Linked DNA regions of Zea mays: region 1 is linked to region 2. The links are chromatin contacts, called in public Hi-C maps. All regions are on one chromosome and are shown on one strand. The core of a region is the stretch at or near the end of the contact, and the rest is flanking DNA. Distances in the headings are between cores, read along the strand shown. Region 1 holds the start of LOC103630365 (beta-hexosaminidase 3). Region 2 holds the start of LOC541849 (glutathione transferase41).

Region 1 (4,083 bases), core at 371-2,870, 160 kb after region 2:
CCTTTATATCTTCCTTTGTTATTGCTAATTAAGACGTATGTGGTGCGGTGGTATATCTAGATAGCTTGTTTTTCTTCTGTCCTCCACCACAGAATATGGAGCAGAAATAAATCTGTTTCAATTGTCAGCTAACAATTAGAGGTCCGTGCTACAAAAGCGGTGTTTATTATATTGGTGCCATGCATAATACGCTATATTTTTTTTGAAGTTTTACTGCCATGAACGATATATTGTAAGAGAAACTAGCGATCGAAATATGAGCTTCTAAATTGCACCAAGTCTCAAACAACGCTGTATACTTTCAGATGGAGTAGCACCTTGCCTATATGAATGAATAAATAATACACCATTTAAGAAGGCGTCCTTGGTACTGCTTTGAGCAATAATAATAATAAAAAAACTCAGGTCAATGCAAGTACACTGTCCGTTCCGGAAAGGACGATGCGGTTATAGCTCCAGTGCTAAGTCAAACTATCTACTGTTTGATACTCCCTCCGTTTCTTTTTAATTGTCGTTGGATAGTGTAATTTTGCACTATCCAGCGACAACTAAAAAAACAAAGGGAGTAATAAATAATACGTAGTACTGTTGATAACTTTACAAATATAAGCAAGATAGTAGTATAGAAGAAATAAACAGTTAAGATACAATTCGGAAGGCAGGCTGTTATGTGGAGGTGTACCTTATAAAGGAAAACAGAGATAGTAGGAGGTTGAAATGAATACGATTGGATCTGAACTAAGCAAGCATGACTTTGTTTGGAAATTACTATATATATATATAGTGGTAATATATCTGGATGACACCGACACCCATTTCGGTACGTATTTTGCTGCAACACAGGAAACGAAACAGGGCAGAGTGAGCTGACTCCACCCACGTTCCTCCGCGTCGAGGAGTTGAGTACGCCATCGCGTTCCTCGTGGGCGCCCTCGCGCTCGCGCGCGTAAAAAAGATCTCACGTGGCCCTCGCGCGCGCAGCGCATGCAGCACGCAGCAGCAAGAAACAATTGAATATTCATCGGCCGCATGCAGCAGAAGCGCATCAAAGGAAAAGGAAAGGAACAAACACGAAGTCAGGCACCGATCAAGTAACACGGAACTACTAGTATTTTGCAAGAGGTAGGCAATGGCAAACCCTGGCCGGCAGAAGCGCGCGGCAACCCAAAGCGTCACGAGCGTTCGGGCAGCAGGACCATCTCACGTGTCGGTGGTCTATAGTGGCCTGCGAGAAAGGACAGGTGCATGTGAAGTGAGCTGCCAGACCAGACGTCCACGTCCAGTTATCCAGTTTCCATTACACTCCCCGCCTGCCACTCCTTGCAGTTAGTTCTACGGCAGAAGCATCAAAGACCTCATCCGCATGCAAATGGCTCCATGGGTTTTCTTTCACACGGACAAAACACATTATTTATTAGGGCCTGTTTTTTTTGTCACTACAGTTTACATAACCTTTTCTAATTAGGGTTAAGTTCTTAAATTTGACCAGCTAATTTTGACAAATTGTGACCCAGCTGGAGCAAAACGGCCTTCATTCATTCATTCACCAAAACGGCCTAACCCAGATGGGGGCCCACGTGGGTTGGTATATGGTAGGCGGATGAATGCAGATGGAGCAGTTGCGTGCTGCGACTGCGAGCATCCGTGCAGCTGGTCTGCCTGCCATATGCACGCTTTTGTCACAGGCCATAAACAAAAAGGTACGCTCCAGCCTCCAGCCTCCAGTAGAGGTAGGAACTACTAGCATCACATTCCCCTCCCCGCGCCGCCCGGACAGGACAGCGCAAAAGGCCACCTTTCCTTTTCCTCCGACGAGGCCGGCCGGAGCTTTGGGACTTGGGAGTGATTGATTCCATATCATTGCGCATTAGGTGCGCGATCTCCGTCAACCTCCTTGCCTCCACTCCACAGCCCACGCATCCCCCTGCCGCTGCCTGCGCCTACATATCTGACAAACGACCTCCGCTCTGCACCGTGCCGAGACTGCCGACTACCGACAGACACGGTGGTCTGCCACTGCCAGTCTGCCACTGCCAGGCGCCGTCCTGCAGAGATGGCAGCGGCGCTGAGGCCGAGGCTGCTCGTGCTGCTCGCGGTGGCGGCCGCGGCGACCGGGCCGTCGTGCGCCGGCGCCGGCCGCGTCGACCTGTGGCCAATGCCGGCGTCGGTCGCCCGCGGCGCGCAGACGCTCCTCGTCAGCAAGGACCTCAGGCTGTCCACGGCCGGGAGCAGCTACCCCGACGGCAAGGGCATCCTCACGGAGGCGTTCCGGCGGATGGTGGCCGTCGTGGAGCTGGACCACGCCATCAACGGGACCTACTCCCGGGGCGCGCCCGTGCTCGCCGGCGTCCACGTCGCCGTCCGCTCGCCCAACGACGAGGTGGGTGTGGGGCACAGACAGAGCCACAGACTGGACTGGATTCTGGTGGAGCTGGAGCTGGAGACACGCCACGGGCACCCAAGCGCCCCCTGCTGCTCTGCTCTGCTGCATTGCGTTCTCTGCGCCTAGTAGTGCTGATAGATTGCTCTTTTTCTTCTTCTTCGCTTCTGCAGCTCAACTTCGGGGTGGATGAATCGTACAGGTTGTCTGTGCCTGCCACTGGGGATCCGCTGTATGCCCAGATCGAGGTTAGTGTAGCGAGCTGTCCTTGAACTACAAACAAAATGTTTTTTATGGCTCCCGCTCATAAGAGGACCGAGTTTTTGGAGGCACCGTATAATGGCACAAACCATCCTTATCACTTGCTGAAATAACTTATTCACCATAAAAGAAACGTGACACATAATTGATGCTGTTTGTATTGAGATATTTTGCAGGCTCAAACAGTTTACGGAGCGCTTCATGCCTTGGAGGTAAATATGGAAGCGAAACCTATGCACAAGCCAAAATCCGCCCTGTTATATCTTCAACATACCTAATGTATATTTTGCGCTATTGCAGACATTTAGTCAACTGTGCAGCTTTGACTTCAATGCAAACCTGATCGAACTTCATTCAGCTCCATGGACTATCCTGGACGCTCCCAGATTCCCTTACCGAGGGCTCCTCATCGGTAAGCCAGTCTGATTTTTGCTCTGTTTGGAAGAAAAAAAAAGGCAGGTGATCGCCCTCGCCCTAGCATAGGCAGCGGTTTAATTAGGACTTGGTCCAAGTACGGATCAGTGGGACAGATTAGATATGAAAAAGAAACGAATTGTGGTCATGGAGCTCATGCTTGCGAGATCATGCCGAATTCCTTGTTTTAATGTTCCAAACCAATTTTTTTACAGATACTTCAAGGCACTATCTTCCTGTCCCAGTGATAAAAGGTGTGATCGACTCAATGACCTTCAGCAAGCTGGTACGTTTTCGAGTTTCCACACGCAGACCAAACTTCATTAATTAATCCTTAGTGCTGCTACCCTTTCCTTTCCTCCAGAGCTCTTGAAAACATGATATCCTTGAATTAGTTCCGGCTCAGTCATGTGGCCCGTGTAATATCTATCATTGCGCAGAACGTTCTTCATTGGCATATCGTGGACGAGCAATCGTTTCCGCTCGAAATATCTTCCTACCCAAAGTTGTGGAACGGCGCTTACTCTTATTCAGAGAGATATACAGTTGATGATGCACTCGACATCGTACAGTGAGTTCTGTTTTTTTTTGTCATCGTACTGGAACTATATATATCTCAGCAGTCACTTGACACCTAGACCTAGACTTTTAAGTGGCAAACAAAAATATGACTTCATAACTGTGAAAAAAGCAACAATACTATTGTCTGAAAATTCCAGATATTCATCCTTTGCTTAGACTCGAATGTAGGGATTACTTATCTATGCTCCTGGATTTCCCAAGTTAAGATGACATATCAGGGATTCACAGGTATGCTGAAAAAAGAGGCGTGAATGTCTTGGCTGAGATTGATGTACCTGGCCATGCTCTTTCATGGTAATACATTTAATTATGTGCAACATTACTCTTCTTTACAAAATGGGTAATTTGTTTTTGAAAATTATTGATACAAAAAATTATTTCGTTGTTTTTATCATCTGCGCATTCTCATTATATTTTTAGTATATAGAAAGTACATTTTATCTTAC
Region 2 (4,419 bases), core at 966-3,465:
CTTATGGGAAGGGATACGGGTCATCCACATCTTCTTGCGCCTCTACTGCTGACGGGAGGGAAGGGAGCAGATCTGGTGATCCGTGGTAACGTAGTTCTCAACAGAAACGAGCGAGCCAAGCCAAGCAGGGGACGAGTGGAGGACCGGGCGAGAGGCGTGCGTGTCAGCGTGCGCGACGACCTACTGTGCTTAGGATTCTCTTGCACACACCCCTGCCCCGGCACTAATTTCTAGTAGCTGCCGCAATTGATGCTGCCTGCCGCTGCAGCTCGTGCGGTTTCGAAATGTTTTTGTCTCGGGGCCGGCCTGCCGCTGCCGCAATTTAATCTACCGTCATCTTCGTCAGGCGCTGCAGTAGTTTGCGGTGGGTAGCATAGCAGGGTGGATATTGCCCATAATCTATCTGAACGGCGCTCGCAGTTACTACTATACGTCCCCCATTTCACGTGTTTGTACCATGCGTCGTCAATCGTCATCAACCACGAGATAAATTGATCGGTGTTGCTTGCAACTGCAACTGCAATCGGGCAGCAGGACAGGGGCCACCCAGCCGGTATCCGGATTCATCAGGCAGGGCTAGGGCAAACACGAGCAGCCATCAATTCTCAACAGAACAGCATGGGAGGAGGAAATCGGTATGTATATTGACACGCTCCATCAGTCGCTCTGCCGCTTTAATAAATGCTTCTTTCCCGAGCGAGCAATGAGCACCACCGTGCATGCTGACACGCGCATTAACCGGCGCAGTTAATTCGGATCAAAGCTTCGTAATCTACTGTACAGCTATTGAGCTATAGCAGTAGTTATCGGTCGGTGTTGGATCGTAAGTACTCTACTCCTATTGCAGTAGAAATGACCACGCGCACATGGCTTACATTCAAACAAGCGAGCCAAACTGCCACATACAAACACACGAGATTTCGTCCCACTCTCACACACAAGAAGAACAAGTCGCAGCAAACAGAGATTTAACTGCAGGGACGAACTTTATCAAAAAGAAGGGAAGAGTCGGAGAGAGACAGAGAGAGTTGAAAAAAAAAAACTCGACAGCTAGACAAACTGGGCCAATTAACTGTGGCGGCAGCAGAACCGCACTCCAGGCCAGGCCGGCAGGCAGGCACAGGCACGCAGCCACCACACATGGCGCAATCGACTCTGCAAACTATACTGGTACTACGTACTAGCTACTGATGGCTAGCCGGACGGCGCTGGCAGACGCCCGGCGCGACGACGCCCTGCGTTCAAATGTCGACGGCGATGTCAGCCGAGGCCGGCGGTGCGGCGGGGGCGTCGGTGGAGGGCGCGTCCGCGCCGGCGCCGGCGCCGGCCCCCGCGAGGCCGAGCAGCATGTGGCGGAGGCCGCGCGCGTACTCGAGCAGGCGGTCCACCGCGGGGATGGTCTCCCGGACCTCGTCCAGGGCCTCGAAGTCGCGCAGCCAGGCGTGGAAGCGCGGGAAGGCGTCGGCGTCCACGAGGCGCACCCCGGTCACCTCCTCGAACACGGCGAGCCAGTAGGAGCCGCAGCCCAGGACGACGTCCAGCAGGCCCACCTCGTCGCCGCCGAAGAAGCGGCGGCCCCGGAACGCGCCGTCGCGGAGCTCGGACTCGATCAGCGCCAGGTTCTCGTGCACCTGCCGCACCGCCGCCTCCTGGCCCTCCCCCGTCGACGCGAACACCGCGCCCACCGCCGGCCCGAGCTGCAACGAGACAAGCACGGGGACAAAAACGTACGAGACGGGCACGTACGTACGTGTCAGGCAGGCTCAGGCACGCATCGCCTCCTCGCTCCGCAGACGCACGGCACGACGACGGTGGTGTATATATATACATATGTACCTTGTCGTCGGCGAAGTGGCACCAGAACCGCGCGAGCGCGCGGTCGAAGGCGTCGGCGGGGAGCAGCGGGCGGGTCTCCGGCCAGGCGTCGTCAAGGTACTGGAGGATAATGACGGACTCCGGGAGCGCGCGGCCGCCGTGGACGAGCACGGGCACCTTCTTGTGGACGGGGTTGTGGCGCAGCAGCTCGTCGCTCTTGTTCCCCAGGTCCTCCTCCACGTAGTCGTACTCCAGGCCCTTGAGCCGCAGCGCCAGCTGCACGCGGTGCGTGTACGAGCTCGCCCACGACCCGAACAGCATCAGCGGGGATGCCGCCGGCGGGATGGCGTTCTCGGACGTCTTCTCCATGGCTCGCTGTCGAACACTCAAGATGCTTTGTTGCGTGGCCGGCTTGGAGCTCCTGGGGGTTTATATAGGAGAACATATCCTGTAGGCAAAGGACGCCAGTGCTCCCATGCGCAAAATACATCCAGTCCATCCATCCAATATCCAACGGTGTACCGCGGTTTTTTTAATGAACAACACTAACGTGGAAAGCGTGGGATGACTTATTTGCAAAAATGTCATATATATTAACACCGTTGGATACAGAACGGATGGCTTGGATGCATTTTGCTCATGGGAGCATCGGCGTCCTTTGCCTACAGGATATGCTCTCAGAGCGGGACTAGCCACAGGCCCACAGACACGGCGGTGGCACTGGAAGTGGAGCTCACGAGTGGGTCCGATGTGGCGTGTTGGGCCATGGGAACCCGCGCCCGTCCGTCCGTCCGCGATGGGCCGGCCGGGCAGGCTTCCAGCGCACGGCACATCGGCTGGCCGTGGACTTTCTTCCTGTTCATTCACTGTGGGGGAGTGTGAAACTGTGAAGTTGGTTACTGCAGCTTTTACTTTACCGGAAGAGCTGTTTGTTTTATGGGGGTAAAATGGTTCTCATTGGAAGTCTTCGCCGACCGGCGGACGATGCCTTTTCGTCGCAGCTCTGGCGGATTTGCGTGGAGCACTAGTTAGTACTACTCTAGTATAGTAGTAGTAAAGCCGCAGTGATCGAGGAGACCTGACCACCTATGCTACGTCTCGACTTGTTCCCCAATGCTTTGGCTTGCACAACAATCAGCTGGCCAAGCTTTAGTGTAGTGTAGTTTCTGCTGACGACCCGGGACTAACCGTGCCGTACGCTGCGTTCGGCCCCTCACGAAGAAGATGTGGCGGTGACTGTGAAAGCAAAATGGCAAACCCTAGCTAGCTACTACCGATGACTGAAAAAAATAATCTTTGGTCAAAGTGCTTGAAGCCTTGATCCATGCGCTCGAGTCTTGACTAAAACCTGCATGTTCACGACCAAACCCGGCGCACGAAGGAATCTTGCGGTGTGCGTTTGACCGAAGACTGACCACCTGCATCGCTGCTGCATGCATGCATGCATGCAACCCAGAATGCATTTGGCCGGCCAGAATAGATGCAATTATAGACTACTATCTTTTTATTTTTACAGGGAGGGAAACTCCCGTGTCACCTTGTTTCTTTCTCTATCTCTCTCTTGCGTTGGAGACGCAGCGAGAGCAGCGTCTTCGTTTACTGGGCGCTGCATGATCATTGATCTACTACTACATACGTGCACACACGTCCACTGTTGATGCACAGGCAGCGTGCGCCAAGATTCCAAGAACGTACGCGCACGGCACACCAGCACCAACACCAGCCCACGGAAGTGCGGCCACTGTTGGATCGGACTCGGACGTCGAGTAGTCCGGCCGGGCCGGAAAGGAAGGCGACCGCCGGATGGAGGAAAGCAACAGTAGCCGGGGCCGGCCGGATTAGAGATGGCAATGGGGACCCGATCCCCGATTCCCCGCGGGGAATTCCTCTATTAGGGGATGGGTATGAGGAAGTTTCTTCCCCCACGGGGATGTAAATGGGGAAAAGTTCTCCCCCGACGGGTAAACGGGGACGGGGATGGGGAAGCATTCCCCATCCCTGTTCCCCGTGGGGACCCGTTAAACTTACATGTGACAATGTTTTGATGTAATAGTTAATGATAAAAGTAAAGAATTACCTTGTCAAGAGATCACCCGTTGTACAAATACATTAATTTTAATGTGCACATAATGAATTTTACATCTAACAATGTGTATAAGTGACAATATTTTACATTAATAACAAATGAAGTATGATTTAATTATAATTTAAGCGGGGATGGGGATCCCCGACGGGGATTTATCCCCGCGGGGAACGGGGATGGGGAAGAAATGTCCCCCGCAAGCGTTCGTGGGGATCCCCGCGGGGAAATTTTTTTGTCACGGGACGGGTTTGGGGAGCTAAAACCCGACGGGGAATTCCCCGTTGCCATCCCTAGGCCGGATAGACGGCTCGACCAAAAGCGACCGGGTCCGCCGAACTGTTACCATCAGCTGCGCCGCGCGGCGCGCCCTGTGTTTTTACTGTCGCGGTGTCGCCAGTGGTGGTACTGCTGCGCGCGCTTTGCCTTGCCTTCCCTTTCCGCTCGCGTGGCTGGCACGGCACCGGCACGGCCTACATATCCCGTGCGCGTCCACGTACGCTTCAATCAATACCCGGCCGGCC

What was found. A called contact is a pair of places that touch in the nucleus more often than the background predicts.
Region 1: a contact with region 2 is called in a Hi-C map of tassel, with 1.5 times the contacts expected there. The contact joins the promoter of LOC103630365 here to the promoter of LOC541849 in region 2. A contact is called at or near these places in 3 of 25 Hi-C or Micro-C datasets (leaf and tassel).

Annotation. Positions count from the first base shown.
Region 1 is chr6:158,302,363-158,306,445 of Zm-B73-REFERENCE-NAM-5.0, forward strand. LOC103630365 (beta-hexosaminidase 3) reads left to right here and starts at 1,621. Exons shown (of 14, transcript XM_008651423.2): 1 at 1,621-2,380; 2 at 2,554-2,628; 3 at 2,818-2,853; 4 at 2,942-3,053; 5 at 3,271-3,341; 6 at 3,496-3,626; 7 at 3,866-3,931. The coding sequence starts at 2,054.
Region 2 is chr6:158,143,019-158,147,437 of Zm-B73-REFERENCE-NAM-5.0, forward strand. LOC541849 (glutathione transferase41) reads right to left here and starts at 2,216. Exons shown (of 2, transcript NM_001111528.2): 1 at 1,837-2,216; 2 at 849-1,697. The coding sequence starts at 2,184. The coding sequence ends at 1,242.